Linked DNA regions of Sus scrofa: region 2 is linked to region 1. Evidence: chromatin contacts called from public Hi-C data. All regions are on one chromosome and are shown on one strand. Each heading gives the region's core, a stretch centred on a gene start, on an enhancer-like site or on the middle of the called end of the contact. The rest is flanking DNA. Distances are from core to core; before and after follow the strand shown. Region 1 has its middle 19 kb from the start of PLEK2. Region 2 has its middle 34 kb from the start of TMEM229B.

What was found. Hi-C and Micro-C count contacts between places; a contact is called where the count stands out from the background.
Region 2: a contact with region 1 is called in a Hi-C map of liver, with 3 times the contacts expected there. The contact joins two enhancer-like sites. A contact is called at or near these places in 2 of 5 promoter capture datasets (fetal liver and liver) and 6 of 47 Hi-C or Micro-C datasets (alveolar macrophages, embryonic fibroblasts, fetal heart ventricle and 2 more).

What each region holds. Positions count from the first base shown.
Region 1 is chr7:91,150,389-91,154,931 of Sscrofa11.1, reverse strand. No RefSeq gene overlaps it. Among named protein-coding and RNA genes, the nearest start is that of PLEK2, 19 kb to the right of the region's middle. Within about 2 kb of position 2,206, at least 4 of the 83 cell types and tissues checked have an H3K27ac peak or open chromatin away from gene starts, as enhancers often do. A contact at or near this core is called in liver, where this site is marked.
Region 2 is chr7:91,221,562-91,226,104 of Sscrofa11.1, reverse strand. No RefSeq gene overlaps it. Among named protein-coding and RNA genes, the nearest start is that of TMEM229B, 34 kb to the right of the region's middle. Within about 2 kb of position 1,889, at least 39 of the 83 cell types and tissues checked have an H3K27ac peak or open chromatin away from gene starts, as enhancers often do. A contact at or near this core is called in liver, where this site is marked.

The sequences.
Region 1 (4,543 bases), core at 957-3,456:
TAAGGACATCACTGGTTAGGAAGACTCAGAATATGCTAGAAGTGTCATCTCTATTTATTGAACGAGGTAGGAAGATATAGAACCCCAAGTAGACTAAGTATCCCCTCAAAACTTCTATCTGCAGAGAACATCAAAATGTGACCTATTTGGAAAATAGGGTCTTTGCAAACATAATTAGTTAAAATGAGGTCATACCTGGACTAGAACAGGCCCTAAATCCAACGACTATTGTTTTCATAAAAGAGAAAACAGAGACATAGACACACACACACACACACACACACACACACACACACACACACAATGCCATGTGATGGCAGAGGCAGAGGTAAGAGTGATGATGCATCTCCAGGCCAAGGATTGCTGGCAACCACCAGAAGCTGGGAGAAAGGCCTGAGACAGATTCTCCCTCGGAGCCTCCTGAAAGAAGCAACCCTGCCAATACCTTGATTTCAGACTCCTGGCCCCCAGAAATTTTCCCCAGAGAAATTTCTGTTGATTTAAGCCACTCAGTTTGCAGTGCTGTGTTATGGCAGCCATGGGACCTAGTCCACACAGGATCTCACCCGACGTGGTCCCCACTGCGGGCATTTTTTTAAGGCCACGCATGCAACACATAGAGGTTCCCAGGCTAAGGATGGAATCAGAGCTGCAGCTGCCGGCCTACACCACAGCCACGCGGGATCCGAGCTGCGCTTGTGACCTACTCCGCAGCTTACTGCAACGCCAGATCCTTAATCCACTGAGCGAGTCCAGGGACTGGACTTGCATCCTCATGGATACTCGTCAGGTTCTTAACCTGCTGAGCCACAACAGGAACTCCCCCAGGGCTGACTTCCAGTTGTGGGATTATCTAACACAGAGGAGTGTCCTTATAAGCCGACCCCAAACAGAGAATGAACGGCCCACTGCGGAATGTAAATACTCAAGAAATCATGAGATTTCTTCCTGGTTCCTGACCAACCCCAAGTCTCTCTCTGTAGAAGGCGAGCTATTTATGGCATATTCCAAGTTCTAAGTACCTGGGACTCTTTTGCAAGGGAGGCAGGGGGATGGAATTCAAAGAGCTCAGAAACTGGGCTCAGACCACCAGGGTCTAAATCTCCACTCTGTCACTTACTAGAAGTGTCACTCTGAGCTAGGTGGCCTCCCAGTTTGTAATAGGAGACAATAAAAATTCACACTGAATGTATTTTAGCGAGTTTTTGCTGGGATCTAATGAGAGAGTTTATGGGAAGTCATTGTTTAAACCATAAAGCATTAAGCAGATGTTACTGATCAATAGTGGTGGCCTGTGGGGTGGGCAGGACAGGGAGAAAGGACAGGCGGGACACTTACTTCACTGAAGCCCTTTTGGTTCCACGTTGTATAGTGAAAATAATGTTTAAAATAGTTTAATGTCCGGAGCTTCCATTGTGGCTCACCAGTTAATAAACCCGACTAGCATCCATGTGGACTTGGGTTCCATCCCTTGCCTTGCTCAGTGGGTTGAGGATCCAGCGTTGCTGTGAGCTGTGGTGTAGGTGGCAGACGCAGCTTGGATCCCACATTGCTGTGGCTGTGGTATAACCAGTGACCACAGCTCCGATTGGACACCTAGCCTGGGAACCTCCATGTGCTGCGGGAGCAGCCCTAAAAAGACAATGAAATGAAATGAAATATTTTAATGTGCAACAAAGGAGAAAAAGTAAATAAAACTGTGTGCCTGTTTCCGTTGTCACCCAACGATGACATCTAGAGTGCGGGCCCTAACGGTCCCTGATGGAGTGGGAACCCCTATCTCCCCTGAGTTTCTGGGGTGCAGCTTCTGGGGCATGACCCAGCTCATCCTTTCTGAACCATTTTTCCTTGTTGGTGTTTGGAAACTAGAATTCGGTGTCCAGCCCTGCCATGGATTTCACACTGTCTGATTTCTCTTTTTGGAATCTGGAGAGACGAGGGAACCCCTCTTGTCAAGTGGTTGGGGCAACTTATAGAATTGTGTGGAAAGACAAAGGCATATTTGGAAAGACATTTCCCCAGAGCCTTCTGAGGTCTGGTGCTCAAGAGCAGTGCCTTAATCGGAGGCCTCCCTCTGAGGGATGGGAATGGGAAGCTCGGCCATGCCTCCACCTAGTGACATGATCTGCTCAGCCCCCTGCAGGCAATGAGAAGCCCTCTAAGGTCCTGTGGTCTCAGCTGGGTCCTTGACCCTGATTCTATGTTCCAGGGCTGTGCCTGACACACTCTGCCCCACCCCCTGCAGGTGATGAGAAAGCCTCTAGGGTCCTGATCTAATCTGGGTCCTTGACCCTGATTCTCTGTCCCAGGCCATGCCTGACACTTGTGCCAGCCCACTCCCTGCCAGGACTCCACCCCTCCCATTGTCACCACTGGCCTCCTCCAGAGCTCTACCCTTTGACCCCATCAGCACTAGCTGGTCAACAGGACACTCTACTTGGGTCACCTTTCTGACAATAAAGAAAGGCCCCCACTTCACCCCTCTTTGGGGGTTGAAAGCTTAAAGCAAGCTTTAAGTCCTTCAGCTCTGCCACACAGGCCCCCTCCTTACAAACACTGACGTTTCAGTGCACTGGGCATGCACAGGATTTCTCTAGAACCAGAGCCACTTGGCCTCGTTTTTGAGTCAGAACCACCAGGCCAGGATTCTTTCCCACTTACAACAGTGCCCTGATGTTATTCCCCACAGCCTACCTTTCCTAAGCCCGACTGTACATAAGTGAACTCAAATTGTATATAGGATTCAGGTGCTGTCCAGGCAGCCCTGGGTCAATGTCATCCAGGATGTGTGGCTGGTCGAGCATAAGAAGGGACTGGCATTCATGACTGTGGCTTGTCTCCAGGCACCTCAGCCCCAGCGAAGACACAGCCAGGCTTGCTCTCCTCTTGCAAGAGTTTAACAAGGATGCTCGTGACTCCCTCATATACGTCAACAGTTCAGAGCAGCAACTTTGGAGTCAAAGACAAATCTGGGTTCCATCCTAGCTCCGCAGTTCGCAAGCCATGCAATCTTGAGCAAGTTACTTAATCTCTTTGAATCTGTTTCTTCATTTGTCTTTTTTTTTTATGGTCTTTTCAGGGCCACACCCGTGGCATATGGAGGTTCCCAGGCTAAGTAAGGGTCCAATCGGAGCTACAGCTGCTGGCCTACGCCAGAGCCACAGCAATGCGGGATCCAAGCCACGTCTGCGACCTACACCACAGCTCACGGCAATGCCGGATCCTTAACTCACTGAGCAAGGCCAGGGATCGAACCCACAACCTCATGGTTCCTAGTCGGATCTGTTTCTGCTGCACCACGATGGGAACGCTCATCTGTTTCTTCATTTGTAAAGCAAAGATCACATAGAGCTAGGTTACAAGGATATGGAAAGAATGAAATAATGCATATAAAGGCTTTAGTGTTGGTACCTGGCATCTAGTAAGCACTTCATAAATATTAGATGTTGTTAGTAATGAAATGATCTAGTTTCTAGTCATGGCTTCAATGTGAACTTGAGCAAGTTCTCTCACTGCTGTGGGCTCTTATTTTGTATAAAGTGAGAAGCTGGGTGTTCCTCTGTGTTCCTTCCTGTTCCATGATGCTATGACCTCTTTGACCCTAATGGGGTAATGCCACCTGCCACAGGGACCACCATGAGGATGATCACATGAAGTGTCTGCCTACAGCGAGAGATAAGAGGGGCTGCCAAAAGTCTACCAGGCTTCTCCAAACCAAAGCCTGTCTGTGCTCTGGCCTAGAGCCCAGGGCAGCAGCAGGAAGGGGTCGTGGGGAGCTTGCCGCTAGGAGCGGCCTGGTAGATAACACCAGGCCCTGAAGTCTACCTGAAAAACAGAGATGCTAGGAATTCCTGCTGTGGCTCAGCGGTAATGAACCCGACTAGGATCCGTGAGGACGTGGGTCCGATCCCTTGTCCCATTCAGTGTGTTAAGGATCCGGCATTGCCATGAGCTGTGGTGTAGATCACAGATGTGGCTCGATCCTGCATTGCTGTGGCTGTGGTGTAGAACGGCAGCTACACCTGATTCTACCCCTAGCCTGGGAACCTCCATATGCCTCGGGTGTGGCCCTGAAAAGACAAAAAAAAAAAAAAAAAAAAAAAAAAGAAGAAGAAGAAGAAAGAAATGCTAAGGTCCAGAGGAACAGGCAGCACTGAATAGGGTACGGGTCTACACCAGACTGAATCCCAGTAAGAAAAGTTGTGAGGAGACACCTGGCTGAAAATGCAGTTGCCTGAGCTTTCTGAAGAGGCATTGTGATATCAGCTAAAAACCTGGCTGAAGAGCCAGGCTGCTGCACTTTTCCAAGGAGGTATATACATTTACTCCTTACAACAGTCCAGAAACTTGGCTCTTCCACTTACCAGACCTTGATCCAAGTACTTAACCTCGCTGGGCTTCAAATTCCTCATTTGTGTAACAGGGGTGATAACCATAGCTCCCCCTACTGAGTGGGTGGGAAGACTAAAATGGAGATAAGCCCTTAGGAAAGTGCCAGACCTAGAAGTGCTGGCTGTGAATATTTTTCTGATATTGCTTTGGG
Region 2 (4,543 bases), core at 640-3,139, 71 kb before region 1:
TCGTTAACCGCTGAGCCAATATGGGAACTCCCTGGGGAGCATTTTAAATTGTAAAGATGTCCTGTCCTCCTGGTTGCTGAGCTCAGTGCCCAGCCCAGGCTTTGCGTGGGGATAGGGGTTTCATTGCATCCCTACTCCCTGCCCAGCTTTTCTTCAGGACCTAGGACCCGCCTGAGGCCTGTCTCAAGTCAGGGCGCTCTGTCACTGATTTCCCACAATTTCACATACCAGAATCTCCAGACTTTCTAGATGACATCCATTATTTTCCACCTTCCAATAGAAAAATCTAGATTGACATCAGGAAGACCATCTTCTTTTTCAATCTTTGTGTTATAAGACAAAGGAGGTTCAGCCTTTGCCTTAGGCAGATTCCTTAACTTCCATAAGCCTCAGTTTTTCCATCTTAAAATTGGGGATAATTTGACGTTCCCGCCCTGGCAGCCCGGGTTAAGAACCCGACTGCCTCGGGCTTAGGTTGCTTCGGACCTGCCCGTTCATTCCCGGCCTAGGCAGTGGGTTAAAACGATCCAGCGTTTCCACAGCTGCCGCTCTGATTTCATTCCTGGCCTGAGAACTCCCATGTGCTGTGAGTGCGGTCATCAAAACTTTAAAAAAGAAAAAGAAAGAAAGAAAAAATGAGGATAATAAAACCTATCCTGCAGGCCCGTTTCAACGAATGGATGGCACGGAACACGCTGCTGGGACATAGTGGGTCTGCAATACCTTGTAAATTGTGGCCCTCAGGTAGCTGGGAACCACAGGATACCCACAGTGGACGTGGTACAGGCGGACCGCACTACTCCTACAGGCTGGGAGGTAAGGGGTGCCAGCTAGTCCTCTCCTCCGGGCTCCTGCAGACACCTCAAACGCAGGCTGGGCGGCAGGGGCCGGGGAGGGCGGAAGAACTCTGCACTGCAGTCACCTGCGCTGCAGCCCAGATCGAGGCCGCGCTTTCAGGCGCCGGGGCGCTGCCGACTCCCGGAGGCGGGAGACGGTGGGGTCCGCGGGGCAGCGGACCCGGCGCGCAAGCGGGCCGGCGGGCGAGCAAGGAGTTAAGCGGGGCCAGAGGCAGAGCGCCTGTCAGACGCGAGCATGTGCAGTTTGCACCGCATCCGTACTATGGGTGAGTGCCGCCGCCGCCGCCGCTGCCGCCGCCGCCGCCGGCGCCTCTGTTCGGGCCGGGCAGCGGCGGCCGCAGCCCCCCGGCCCCAGCGCCCCCAGGGCGGGCGCAGACACACAATGCGGGACTAAGCGCTGTGCAGGAGGGCCAACGGTGTGGGGGAGGCACTGCCGGCAACGCGGCGCGGGGGGAGCCGGAGCGCCGGCGTGGGGGCGGGGAGCAGGCGGCGCAGGAGAGCGCCCGGAGTCCCGGCGCGGGAGGAGGAGCTGGAGCGAGAGGGGAGACAGCACTCCTGGCCGCACCTGCGCGGGGCAGGAGGCCGGCCCTGCCCAGCCCCTGCTCGCGGCCCCGGCCCCGCACCGGTAGGTGCCCCCGATGCCCGCCACGAGGCCTTTCCGCCGCAAGGAGAAGTGGCCGCGCGGGGCGGACAACGCCGAGTGAGGGGGGCGCGGGCGATGGTGCGGTGATGGGGAAGACCCTGCACCCCGGCGACCGGGCTGGGGGCGCTGCTGAATCCCGCTTTCTCTTTGCTTTCGGTTTCGAAGCGGTGCCCTGGCTCAAGAGCGAGCTGCAGATTAGGTGGTGCGCTCGGTCTTGGATTCCCTGCGGGGGATGGGCGCACAGGGGGGCGTGTTGGGGAAGGGGTGCACGTTGTCAACTTTCCCCGCCTGAAACAAAGGGGGCATCGGAGAGATGCCAGGGGACGGGGCCAGCCGGGGATCTCCGGCAGCGGAAGGTTGACACCCTCTTCTTCCTCTGAGCCGAGAGCATCCCTGAGGCCGCCTCGAGAGGGCGGAGGGGGCGTTAGTCTGGGTGGAAGCTGGAGAGGCTTGGGAGTGGGAGCCACCGACCCTCCTGAGTTTGGGGCTGAGGACTTTTCTGAAGGGGAGGGAACCGTGCCAAGATGAGACCTCTTTCCGGGGTGCATGGCAAAACTAGGTGATGGTGGACTACACACCTAGGCGTCCACCCCTCCCCGGGTCGGTGCCTTGGGGGCCCAGCCCAGCTCCTGGCTGCCAGCTCTGCATCTGCCCACCCTAATCTCCGGTCCTCTGTGGGAGATGCGGGGCTGGGATAGGGACCATTACAGCAAGGGGAGGGAGATATTGGCCTCTTTCCCGGGTGTCTTCCTTTCCCTCTTTCTAAGCCCAGTCAGAAACTGATCCCCTTTCCTTCCCTCACTGGACTATGTGTCCCTCTTTCTCCACAGTTTCCTTGAGGGTATGTTTGTTTGGTTGCCTGAGGTACAGAGCTTAGGGTGGCAGACTGTTCTGATGCCCTTTGAAGCCCTCCCAGGAAGGAAAGCCCAGGACGCCGGGGACCTGTGCCAGTGTAACCCTGGGGGCTCCACTCACCAATGCTCCTACATTCTCAGCACCCAGTAACAAATGAGCTGTTACTCTGGCCTCCAGTCTTGGGTCATCAGGAGGCCTGGCCTTTTCTCTTTGCTGTAACCAGGAAGAGGGGTCAAGGCGAGGGCTGAATGGCTTTCCCTGGTGGGGGATACAGTGTCTTTCTCTCTAGAAAACAAATGGGCCCGTTTCCAGGTTCCCGGTCCCCGACCTTGTGTCTCCAAGAACAAGGTGCCACCCGCTCTGAGCCAGCTTGCATGTGACCACCAGCTTCTTTCCTGTGGCAGGACTGCCCATTGCCTTTCTTCCTCTTAGAAAAGACAGCCCTTTGAGATTCAGGTTTTCCCCTGGTTGCAGGGCAGACCTACAGCTGCCCGTCTCTGGAGACCGAAAGCAAGGGGGCAGTGAGGGCTGGACTTCAGGGTGACTCTCCTCTCTGCTCCTGGGAATGAACTAATGATGGGAGTGGTTGGGCCGGTGGTGGGCCTGCCAGGACCCCTTGCCCTTGCCCTAGAGGCATAAAGGGATGGGCTGAGATGAGGCTTGGCCCTCCTCCCCAAGGCTTTGTATTTGGGGACAGAGATGAGTAGCTGGGGAGACAGTAGAGGCTGGACCAACTTATTTATCTGGTCCTTGGAGGGAAATGACAGGCTGATTTAGTGTTGACTTTGGCCACTTAAAGTTGGAGGGGGGGAAATTCCAGGACCAGTAAGGGATAGCAGGAAAAAATACACCCCTTGAACTTTAGCCCTCTATGACCCTTGAACTTGTGGCTGTCAGGTGCAGGTGCTAGACCAGAGAGCACCACCAACCCTACTTCTAAGACCCTTTCCTCTTTAAATGGGCCGGGTTATTATTGGCTCAGGTCGCCTTTGGGTTTATCCCCAGCTGAGGATAATGATAACAGGGGCCTGTCCGCCCCACCTCCGATGGTGAGAGAGGGGCTTTTCCATGTTCCTGCAATGTGCTGACCATAAAATGGGAAAATGATACTCCCTCTGACTTCCCCTTTCAAAGTGATGAGGCATGAATTTTTACATTTATGAAGTGACTTAAGGGCTTTGGGTTCTTGAATGAAAGATGTCAAAGGAGCTGGGAAGCCTTATACTGTGTTTATTTCACTGGGATCAGATTCACGTGTTGTAGAAAGGTGTTGTTTTGCGGGAAAGGGCTGCATTACAGCATGAGTGATCGGGAAAGCACAGTGTTGGTTTTAAAAGTGTAGTTTTTAGGCAGAAAGGCACTAGTGGGCAGCGCAGGGCGGCAAGTATGCTGTCTGCCTTTGCTCCCCAGACGCCTTAGAGCTCCTTCCCAATAGGATTTTCCCTGGTAGACAGTGTCACAGCCGGCATCTCAGGCGTGGTCACCCTCCAAGCTCTGAGAAGGATCTCTGATGATGAGGGGACGCTCTTATACGTTGAGTCCTGGGTAAGGGCAGGAAAGTGAAGCTGCTGGGCCTTATCAGCAGTCATATCAGATCTGGCTGTCCTTGAGAGAAGAGAAATCTAACCCTGGCACAGCCTGTTTTCAAATTTGTATCTCTTTACTTTCCTCTGCCCTCCTTACCACCCCTAATTTACAGACAAGGCAGTTGGGTTTTTTGTTGTTGTTGTTTTTTCCTTTTTCCGGGAACATTTCTTTTAAGGTGTGGATAATTTCTGACCTGGCAGACTCTCAGGTCCCTTTGCAGCAACACCTGCTGGGAGGGAGTGTCAGAAGGGATCCTGATGCTCTGAGCAGGAAGAAACTCAGCCTTGCTGGCACCCAGGTCTTCTGCTTACTCTGCCACCACCTCTGAGACATCAGAGGCTTTGTGTTTGAAAAGTACACTGCAAGCTGATTTCTGGGGAAGGGCTAAGAGGTGGCACTTTTTGGACTGTGGCTTCCATTGAGGGAAACTGAGTCACACTGAGCGTTAACACACTGGCTAAGGTGTGTGTGAATATCTGTGCTGGGAAAGTTTTCCTTTCCTGGGATTTCAGGGTTTAGAATCATATACCAGAGGAGACGCACTGGTTCCACTTTTTCCTTATGAGATACAGATGCACTGATAGAATTTAGCTACCCATAT